2 separate regions of the Mus musculus genome follow, and region 1 is linked to region 2. The links are chromatin contacts, called in public HiChIP or PLAC-seq maps. All regions are on one chromosome and are shown on one strand. The core of a region is the stretch at or near the end of the contact, and the rest is flanking DNA. Distances in the headings are between cores, read along the strand shown. Region 1 overlaps Stat4 (signal transducer and activator of transcription 4). Region 2 overlaps Gm17767 (predicted gene, 17767).

Region 1 (5,429 bases), core at 1,707-4,206, 440 kb before region 2:
TTGGGGTTGAGGGTGAGCGAGCCTCAAGGGTGTGAGCATGGGAAAGCTGGCCCTACCACTCATATGTCATGCAGTGGCATGAGAGAGGGAGAGGTGCCCTCCTCCATCCTTGCACCTCACCACCTGCAGCAGGTGAGAGAGCTGGCCCAGAGGTCATGAGAGCAGAAGAGCTATCCCTGTCCCTCACTGGTTGTAGCACTTGGGAGAGAAGGCTTTGCAACTCACCTGGGCAGCACAGTAAAGCTGACCCTGGTTGGGGAAGAGGGTAGGTTAGCCAACTCCCAAGGCATGAGCGTGGGAAAGCTGGCCTGCTGTGTGGTAGTCCAGGCAATGGAGAGATGCCTTCCTCCGATATCACTCCTTGACACTTATGGCAAGTAGGAGAACTATCCCTGAGGCCATGAGAGGGGAATGCTGGCCCTGCTCCTCACCAGCTGCAGCACTCAGGGGATCATGCTCTGCACCTCGAGTGAGCAGCACAGTAGAGCCGGCCCTGCTGGTGTGGGTATGGATAACCATGTGGGCATGAGATCGTGAGAGCTGGGTCTAACCACTCAGTAACTGTGGCACTAAGCGACTTAGCTGGAGCAATGCTGGAGTGCTCGCCCTGGTGGTGTGGGTGCAGAAGAACTGGTGGGCTGGCCATTCAGCTCAGTTACCACTCAGGCCCAGATCCAGGGCTTTGAGTTGGCCCACCTCAACATCTATCCCATGAACTGCTAGAGGGTGAGAAGGGGCCCTTCCTACAGACCCAAAGCTTCCGGAGCTCTGTGACACAGGGCAACAAGGTTATCTCAGTGAGGAACCAGTATTGCTAGTGTAGCAGAAGCCAGAGGCTTCAAACCAGACTAATGATCCATTGCAATGGACATTTGCAAGTTAAGAAGCATGGACAAAAGGGTAGACTATGGGCCACACTCTGACTCCTCACAGCTTCCACAATGAGATTGTTTTTCTTTCTCTGTTGTGAGTGAGGGTGCGAGGGTGGAGGGCAGATAAAAGGGGAGGGGCAGAGGAGTGGGCTTGGGGTGCACGGTGTAAAATTCACAGCCAATCAATAAAAAGTCAAACTAAAAAGAAAACCATTTACCACGGCCTTGCTATCGCTTCACAGCAGTAGAACTTTAACTAAGACAGCTATGTAAAGCACCTATCATAGTAGTGAAAAGATAAAGTTCCAACTAACGGGTAAATAAAAATGATTCCAAATAAGGCGCAGTGACACATGTCTCTAATCCTGACACACAAGAGGCAGAGGGGGGATTACTGACACAATTCGAAGCCAGCTCGGCCTGTACAGTGAGACATTGTCTCAAAAGAGAATAGGAAGAGAGGTTTTTAAAGTGATATGAAAAGATGTTGGCTGTTTAAGAGAGTGGCAAAATAATATTACCCCTTGACAAAGTTAATATGGTCAAGAAATACACTGTAACGATCATAGTGGTTATTAGTTACCTTGGTGATTAAAAGGCTATTCAGGGGGCTAGAGTGATTACACGGTGGTTAGAGCACTGTTCTTACAGAGGGCCTAGGTTTGATTCCCAGCACCTACATCGTTGCTTATAACCATCCATAACTCCAATTCCAGGGGATCTGATGCCCTCTTCTGGCCTCTGTGGGCACCAGGTACACACATACCAGGCACACACACACAGTGCACAGACATACATGCAGGCAAACACTCATACAGATAAAATAAAAACAGATACATCTTTTAAAAAATTAAAAACTGGTTGTTCAAGACTCAGTTGGTATATATTAAACTGCATTGTAAAAAGAGATATAAAGGAACTCAAAAATGCCCCACCATGGCTCTAGATTCTCACTCAGAATTTTTAATAACATCTGTGAATTGGATACTTCTGATAGAAAAGACTTAAAACCAATAACACTCACATGCCTGTCAAAGTCTTTGTGTAAGATACTTTACCAAGTATGTGCTATTAACTCATCAGTAATTCTGGGATTAGGATGTATGTTCATTTAGATTCTCAGTAGAGCTCAAAAGAGTTACAAACATCTACAGCTAAAGGTGACTGAACCCTTGCGCACATGAACTCACTGGGCCTGGGTCTGCATACACAAGACCTGCACATGATCAAGCTAGCCCAAGTCCCAGTATGTACAGGGGACTGGCTCACAAAGTCCCACCCCAAGCATAGGGGCAACTGACAATTGATGACTGTAGGCAGGAAGAGTGTTTTATTCAGAGATGTGACCCCTGGGAGGTTTCAATGGTCACTGGGTGACCCTACAGCTACTCATGTACAATAGCACCAAGTGGGATCTGTGGGCTTTAAAAGAAGCTGGGGTTGGGGGAGAATAAGGGAGGGTTCAAGGAAGGGCTATAGGGGTAGATCTGACCAAAAAAATTATATGCATTTTTAAATTCTTAATAAAAATATTATAAAAATAAAGGCATTATAGATATGAGAAAGTAATAGCCTCTAAAATATAGGACATACAAAACATGAAGAAAAATTATAAAAGGTAAAACATTCTTCCCTTCATTAATAAGTTCCTCCATGCACTATGTGGAGAAAATAGTGTAATTTATAGCGGAGGTGACAAAGGGAAACATTCCTGGTGCTCACACTGAGCTGTGCAGCAGGATCCGAGGACTCTACTATATGCATATCATACACTAGTAAAAAGCTTTTTAAGTGATGTACTCGGCCCTAAGAGCATTGCATTAACATTTCTTTTGGCTGAGTATACACCAGTTTCATGATAGCAAAGTGGAGAAGGGAAGAAGGTAAATGTCTCATGTCCAGTTTCGAAGTGATTCTCCATCTGTTGGTTGCTTTATTGTTCTGGCAAGTGAAGAACTTCAAAGCCTGTGGTCCTTTATTATGAAGAGTCACTGCTCTTGACTCAGCTCCTGGAGAGTGGGCATTGGTTCCAAAAGACCACTAGTGCCTCTCCTGTGAAGTTCTAGGGTGTTAGTGTGTGGCTGCCTTACACTTCAGTATTTTGTTGTCTTCAGTTATTGGTTTTTTCTCTTAGCCTTCTTCCTCTGAAAGGTTTCCCCAACTTCTGCTTTTGGCTACCACATCAAACCTTCTCTCTCACACCATTTGTCGTAAACAATACTTTGTAAAACTAGTTCCCCCATCCTCAGAAACTGATGACATCAGGAAGTCAAAGTGTACAATCTGAATTGCTTTTGTGGACTCTGAACTGTATTTACACTGATGTGACATTTGCTCTGCTAGTCAAAGGATATTTATTGGAATAAGGCAATGATCATATTTCAATGTCAGCTCTATTTCTCATTATTACACAAGACACAGAGCCTCTTACTACACACTAAGCTGTGTGCTAAGAGCTGGTAATATGAAGAACAGTGTATGCTGGCAGCTTGGTCTTGTGGCATTAAGTATATATAGACAACGTAGACAATGTAGTTCCAAGTCCTTTATGCTAGTTTTCGTATCAAACTCATATTATCTCTCCTCCCTTCCCCAAACTAATTAAGATGTATTATTATATGTGAAATAACCCAAATTAAGTGATACAATTGTCTCATTTTTAATTCTCTCACATTTTGCATCTATTCATCCATTAAATGTCAGTCCTTTTACCAAATTACCTCACAATTCCAGCACACAGTCTACATCCCGAGTGACGCGTCCCCATTTTTTTCTTGCTGACTTATAATAATGACCAAATAGGTCTTCCCCCAAAAAAAACCCCCATCTATGCCTGATATGCTAAAGTCACGTTGTTGCCATGGAAATCTCTCTCATCACCTATATCTCCAGACAAGGAATGCAAGAACCTAAAGCAAACAGCAAGGAGAGTGACAACGTGCTGAGCTACAGAAAGCCAGTGGGACACAGAATTCCAAGGTCCATCCTGACAGTAGAGAGCAAGTTACAAAAGGCAGGCAGATTGTTTCACAAACAATGCATAGTTTGCCTCCCATGTCTATCCACTAAGGCAGATATCCAGGTTAGATGACAAGAAACAGGCAGTTTCGTGACATTAAGAGCATTTATAGAGGCCTCATTCTTTAAGTACCAACATACTGTTGGCTACTTTTCTTGTTGGTGCAGAGCAAAATATCTGAGGAAAACAACTTAAGGAAGGATTTATTGTGGCTTACATTTGGAGCATACAGTCCATCACAGTGGGGAAATCGTGACAGCAAGAGCATGAAGCACCTGGTCACATCAGATGCAACATTGAGAAGCAGAGAGAAACCAATGTGAGCACTCAGCTTTGATTTGGTCTTTCTGTTCAGTCTGGGATCCCAGACCAAGGAATAGCTCTACCCACATTTTGGGAGAGTTTTCTTAGTTAAATATTAACTCTGTAAACTCCATGAAAGACATCCGATCCTAACAAGTACAGCTACCTATGTAACTTCTTTTATTTTATTTTATTTTATTTTATTTTATTTATTTATTTTTTTTTGTATATGAGTGCTCTGTCTGCATAGAGAGCTTGCATGCCAGAAGAGGGCATCGAATTCCACTACAGATGGTCATGAGCCACCATATGGTTGCTGAAAATTGAACTCAGGGCCTCTGGAAGAGCAACCAGTGCTCTTAAATGCTGAGCCATTTCTCCATTCCCACCTATACCAATTTATACTTCACTATGCATCGTACTTGGAGGAGCACAGAGCAGCTGGCAAGTACAGGATATTGAGGCAATCAGATGATTATGGAACAACATGACTGAAGAATATTTAAGACTCACTCACAGGAGCTAAGGAGGTGGCTCACTGGTTAGGCATGCTTGCTATGCAAGGATCAGGACCTGCATTCAAATCCTCAGCACCAACATAACAATGGGCATGGCTGCATGTGCCTGTGACTCCAACACTGGGGGCATCACAGAGGTAGGTGGATCCCAGGAGCCAGTCAGTACAGGTGAAAGGTGAAGTTCCGCTCGGTGAGAGACTCCACATCAGAGGAATAAGGTAGAGAGCAATAGAAGAGGGCATCTACCATCTTACTCTAGCCTCTGTGTGTGCATGAATGCACATACACACACAATACAACATACACACCACATACAAGCAAGCAAGGAAGGAAGAAAAAAAGATAAATAGACAGACCCAGGTTCTATATTATACACAAAGTACCTATTCCAAAGAGAAGCCCTAAACTCTGCCAAAAATTGTTAACATTCAGGATCTAGGGAAAGGAAAGATTGTTATGGATTAAAGTATTAAATCATCAAGATTTGACTTTTTAGTGTGTGTGTGTGGTGTGTGTGTGTGGTACAGAGGGGAAGGAAGAGGAGTGAAGTGAGAAAGCAGTGGGTTAGAGAATAAGATCTGATGGGGTTCAGAGGGGATCAGTATGCTAAATGATATTTCTCTAATTCATTGTGTTGTGTTCTTCCTGGCATTGCTCCTGTCAACAGAACTAAGAGCACATTTTTATTCAGGCACACTCAGGTGCTCTCAGCATGGT
Region 2 (5,248 bases), core at 2,185-4,684:
TTGTCAAATCTGGCCAAAGACCCAGGAAATTATAGGCAAACTGAGGTAAGACTCATCTACCACCAATCCACTGATATTTACCTAAAGTTTTGAGTGTTTGTGGAAAGAACACATTGGCTTTAGTACATTTGCAATAGAAGCCTTCAGTTTTTGAAGTCAGATTTCTGCAAGAATTGACAATACAGCACTAGGTGTCTAAGAAAAGAGACAGATCTAAGGACTTTCATAAATCCATCTTTCCACCTATCTGAGGTCAGTGATCTGCTGGAAACCAGGTTGTTTATAGAGGTAGATGGAGGGATCATCTCTTTTCAGAGACATACTTGAAATTGAGAATGCACATACTACAGTGAACTGCATTGCTGTGTACACAATAGGCTCAGAGATAAATGTATCTATCAATATGTGTATGCACACACACAAGTACCTAGATGAGGGGATACAGTTTGTGGAACTTTATAATGATCAAAAATGGAAGACTAGGGACTGATGAGATGGCTTACTGAGTAAAGGCATTTGCTGCTAGACCTGGTGACCAAATTCAATCCCTAGACCCTACATGGTGGAAGGATTAAATCTCCTTCGACAAGTCGTACTTCTACTGTGGTACAAGTGCACATGTGTGTGTGTGCGCGCACACACACAAAATAAAGGGGATGAACACTGAGGACAGAAGTATATTTATTTGGCATTTGCTTTGCTAATGCTGTTGTTAATGGTTCCATTTACAAATCAATGATCGCTTGATGTTACCAGAGAAAGAATGGTTTCCTTCATTCTCTGTGTTAAAAAGCTTTCAATAATATTTCACAAATTCAGAAACTATAAAAGGAGGGGTTCTAATAATCTAATCATGAAGTTTGTTCCACATATTATAAAAATCACCTGCATCCATATTTTATTGCAACAAGTAGAAAAATTATAACAGAGAGCCCAGTAGTATGATATGTATATTATGAGTGCAGTTCTCTAACTAGAACATTGTATGCTTCTAAGATTAAAATTTAAATGTAGATGTGAAAAATGGCTTTCAGGAATGAGGCAAATAGGTCAGGCTTAAGAAAGAATTGAAAATACTGGCTGCCTACTTTCTAACAGCTAAGTCTAGTTTTTCACTCTGTCTCGTGAAAGAATTAAAGACTAGGTAGAAGCAGAAAACACAGTAAACTCTTTCCTAGACTCATTTACCTACAGAGGTTTGTATAAAAACAAAAGCTCATCTGAAAATAGAGCCAGTAACCACTAGAAATAGACTCACGGAGTGACTAGATGGTTTTGGGTGTGTAACAGAAGGGAAGGCTCCTGGACACCTTCGGAAGAGAAGAAAGGAGAGGATTAAGAGAAAGTAAGCCAGTGAGAAGACCCAGTTTTCGTTTTTGTTTTAAATGCTTTGTTTTGTTTTGTTTGTTTTTTTAGGACCTCTGCTCACTCCAGTCTGCCCCACTAGCTCTCGTTAACTCTGCTCGCTCAGTATTATTATACATAAGTACACTGTAGCTGACTTCAGACGCACCAGAAGAAGGTGATAGATCTCATTACAGGTGGTTGTGAGTCACCATGTGGTTGTTGGGATTTGAACTCAGGACCTTTGAAAGAGCAGTCAGTGCTCTTACCTGCTGAGCCATCTCACCAGCCCTGTTTAAAATGTTTTAAGACAGTCTCACTGTGCAGCCCTGGCTGGTCTAGAACTTGTTATGTAGACCAGGCTGGCCTTGAATTCACAGGCATCAGCCTACCTTAGCCTCCCAGCACAATTAAAGATGTACACCACCACACCTGGCCTGAGTTGTTTTCTTCTCATCATGAACCAGTAGCGCCTCATCACCTGAGGCTCTGTAGAGGCCCCACAGTTCTGTTCCTCAGACTGTAAGGTCAGCAGTCGCCATGTAGCTGGCCCTAGTGCACTCATGGGAGCACTCTCAATTCATACTGTTCTGGTTGTAGCCTCTGTGGCTTCACAGAGAGCAGAACTTCTTCTCTTGGGGTTTGATGAGTCTTAGATCCTGCCAAAGATGAAAATACCTTGTCTTCCTCTTGGTCCTGACAACTTTTTAAAAGTCTAGATCTAGTTTTCCTGTCTTAAAATAATGGGTTAACCAGGGACAGTCCAAAGAGTCTGAGGCTTTGGCTGGCAGGAGCTCTGTCCAGACAGTTGAGCTAGACCAACCACACAGCCTGAAGGAGAACCTAACATAGATTTATTTTTCCTGTCTCATCTTGTTTGATTGATCAAAGACTTAACAATGAAGATTTGGATGTTACTTTCTAATGCTTGGTTCTCAAATGAAAGTTGAATAAAACCTGACAGTTGTGATGTCTTCCAAACTTTTAAATGGTGATTCTAATTCCTCATTAGCTCCAATGCACAGCCTTAGTTTTACCATGCAACAGAGAATAAATAAGAGGTACACAGAAGTCTTCATAATGCTTAGACTAAACAATGAATGCCTACTGAATATTGGATATTCTATGTTTGGAATTGTAGACACAGTTTAACAGAAACTTGTTATTCATAGCAGGAGTAGAGACAACACAGGAAACATCGTCCGGGGCATCAACTTATGTTGGTCTTTTACAGTTAGAATGAACACCTAGGCCCAATTCTTTTATCATCTAGGAATGCCTGGTGGGAGTGGGTATCTGATAGAGAGATAAGACTGGACTCCTAGGAGAGCTGCTTCCAGATGTCAGCTGGTTCCTTCTTCTTCTTCTTTTTTTTTTTTAAAGATTTATTTATTTATTATATATAAGTACACTGAAACTATCTTCAGAAACACCAGAAGAGGGTGTCAGATCTCCATCATGTGGTTGCTGGGATTTGAACTCAGGACCTCTGGAAGAGCAGTCAGTGTTCTTAACCACTGAGCCATCTCTCCAGCCCCAGCTGGTTCCTTCTTACACTTTGATAAACACCAACAATTTTGCCAAATGGTATTCTTAAAAGTCTGTTTATTAGTATTTCATGAATCTATTGTTAACATTGATAATGGTAACTGTGGGTTTGTTGCGTGTTTGTTCGGGCATGGCTGATTTGCAGACACAGGGTTCAAGAGTCTCAAAGGTTCAGATTTGGTCAAATGTTAGCCCTTTGTACCCAAAATGTTGGTAAATCTGCCACGATAGTAAACCTTTGATGCAAAGAGCTGTCAGAGAAGCCCAAATGGGTGGAGATCTGACCTTATCAGGCTTACAGGACAATTTCTATAGCAGCTTTCTGTGCCTTCCCCCTGTGTATATGACAGAACTCCACCCATGTCACAGCTTTGTCACTGTGATAAAACATGTGACATACAATATAAAGGAGGACAGGCTTCTCTGAGTTCAAGGTTTCAGCCCAAGGTCAGCTGGACCACTACTTCTCAGCATTAGGTGAAGCAAAATACCACAGTGTTGAAAGCCTGTGACATAGGAGGCCCTTTACCTTACAGCTGTCAGGAAACAGAAAGACAGGAAGTGGTTGGAGCTCCAGCATGCTTCAAAAGGCCCAACCCCAATGACCTATTTACTCCAACCAGACCTTGCTTCCTAACGTTTCTGTCATTTCCTGCTAGCTGCCACAGCTAGAGACCAAGCTTTCACACATATACCTCTGGGAGGCATTCCAGATCCAAACCACAACACCATCTGCGACTTGCTTACGTTGTACCATTATAGCTGGGAGCAAGAATTGAGAGGAAAAAAAAACCACATTCCTCCAGGTTCTGACCTACCTCTGGTTGTTTAAACTGTGTGACTTAATTGTTGCTCTGAAGCACCAGGCTCAGTACCTTGCCCATCCCTCGGCTTTGGCTACAGGACATGTTTCTGCCTCTGTGAAATGTTCATGATACATAGCGTGCTTGGGCTGCGTTCATTTAGTGAGGCTTCTCCCCTCATATTTCCTGCTAAGACCATGGCACAAACAAACTCTAAGTGGCCCTTAGAGAACTACGGAACAGATCAGCATCAACCTACTGCTAAGATTCACCCAGCTGAAATCAGTTATGTGGGTTTTGTTATTGTTGCTGTTTTTGTTGTTGTTGTTGTTGTTCTTTGTTCCTGTTAGGTAGTAATGAATGACAGGCATATAGATTACCAACCTTCAATACCCCTAACACCTGATAGCAATGAGCGTTCTTATCACATTAGGTTTCTGGCACTTTGTAAATAGGATCTTTTAAATTCTTACAGCTAATCTGGGAGCAAAGTCCCCACATACCTACTGTGTAGATCAATCAATCAGAGCTTTGAGATAAAAGTAATTTGGCCTAAATCACAGAACGGGGAGGCACAGAACCTGAGTAAGTGCCACCCAGTTTATAGAGCCCATCTTCTATCTTCCATTTCTCAACAATGCTCACTCTGTCTGACTTGCTCAATTGAACTGAATTGAGCTATCCATGTACTCAGCAAGAGGGTCAATCCAATATATTTGCCCGTTCAACACAGATGAAAATAGTGCAATGCATCAGTGCACTAAGGGGTAGCCTAGGGATGTGTAGGGTCAGTATGCTCCTCACTGTCAGACAGATAAGCCGCATGTTCTAATTTGATTATGGGTGTGTGGGCTCTAGATATGCTTCATATCTTGTTTGCTTTCATTCATCTTGCCCTGTGTATATAAACAACTCTAGACAAAGGAAACATCTTTAGAGGAATGCGTATCTTTTAGAGTGTGACCAAAGCCTTTGGTTGCATATCTCCGAGGCTGACAATCATTGAAATGTCAGTACCACCAACTTTCAGAAATACACCTAGCTGTGGCTGGAGAGATGGCTCAGCAGTCAAGAGCACTCATATTCTTCCTGAGGACAGAGAAGAGTAGAGCTCCCTGGACCACAGCTGGTGATCCACAGCTGTCTGAATCTCCAGCTTCATGGGTCTCTAATGTCCTTTTCTGGTCTCTTCAGGCACCTGCATATATGTGGCACACAGATATACACACATACACGTACACATAATTTTAAAAACTTTAAAAATTTCAATTACTAAATAAATCTGTGTTGTTCTCTGACAGTGTGTCACTAGACCAAAAAGTTTGAAAGAACAAAATTACTTTACTCTTCTGCAGGGGAAAACCAATAGGAAATAATAATTCATATTAATAAATATCATTAAACTCAGACCATTTCTGAATTTTAGAATAAAACTAATTAATCTACTGAAAGAACAGCAAACCAGAAAAGATTAAAAATTATAATTAAAGAATGGGAATGACATTTACTATCGGAGGCATCTGGCCGACTATCTGAGTAGTACACTAAATAAA

The links. HiChIP or PLAC-seq counts read pairs in DNA pulled down with a chosen protein or histone mark.
Region 1: a contact with region 2 is called in a BATF HiChIP or PLAC-seq map of CD8 T cells, with 7 read pairs. The contact joins two enhancer-like sites. A contact is called at or near these places in 4 of 484 Hi-C or Micro-C datasets (CD4 T cells, CD8 T cells and natural killer cells), 3 of 115 datasets of contacts at active chromatin or transcription factors (CD8 T cells, effector CD8 T cells and thymic regulatory T cells) and 1 of 9 other capture datasets (embryonic stem cells).

What each region holds. Positions count from the first base shown.
Region 1 is chr1:52,020,003-52,025,431 of GRCm38.p6, reverse strand. All of the region lies in intron 3 of Stat4 (signal transducer and activator of transcription 4), which reads right to left. Among named protein-coding and RNA genes, the nearest start is that of Stat4, 14 kb to the right of the region's middle. Within about 2 kb of position 2,956, at least 82 of the 459 cell types and tissues checked have an H3K27ac peak or open chromatin away from gene starts, as enhancers often do. A contact at or near this core is called in CD8 T cells and effector CD8 T cells, where this site is marked.
Region 2 is chr1:51,583,342-51,588,589 of GRCm38.p6, reverse strand. All of the region lies in intron 2 of Gm17767 (predicted gene, 17767), which reads left to right. Among named protein-coding and RNA genes, the nearest start is that of Gm17767, 11 kb to the left of the region's middle. Within about 2 kb of position 3,434, at least 138 of the 459 cell types and tissues checked have an H3K27ac peak or open chromatin away from gene starts, as enhancers often do. A contact at or near this core is called in CD8 T cells and effector CD8 T cells, where this site is marked.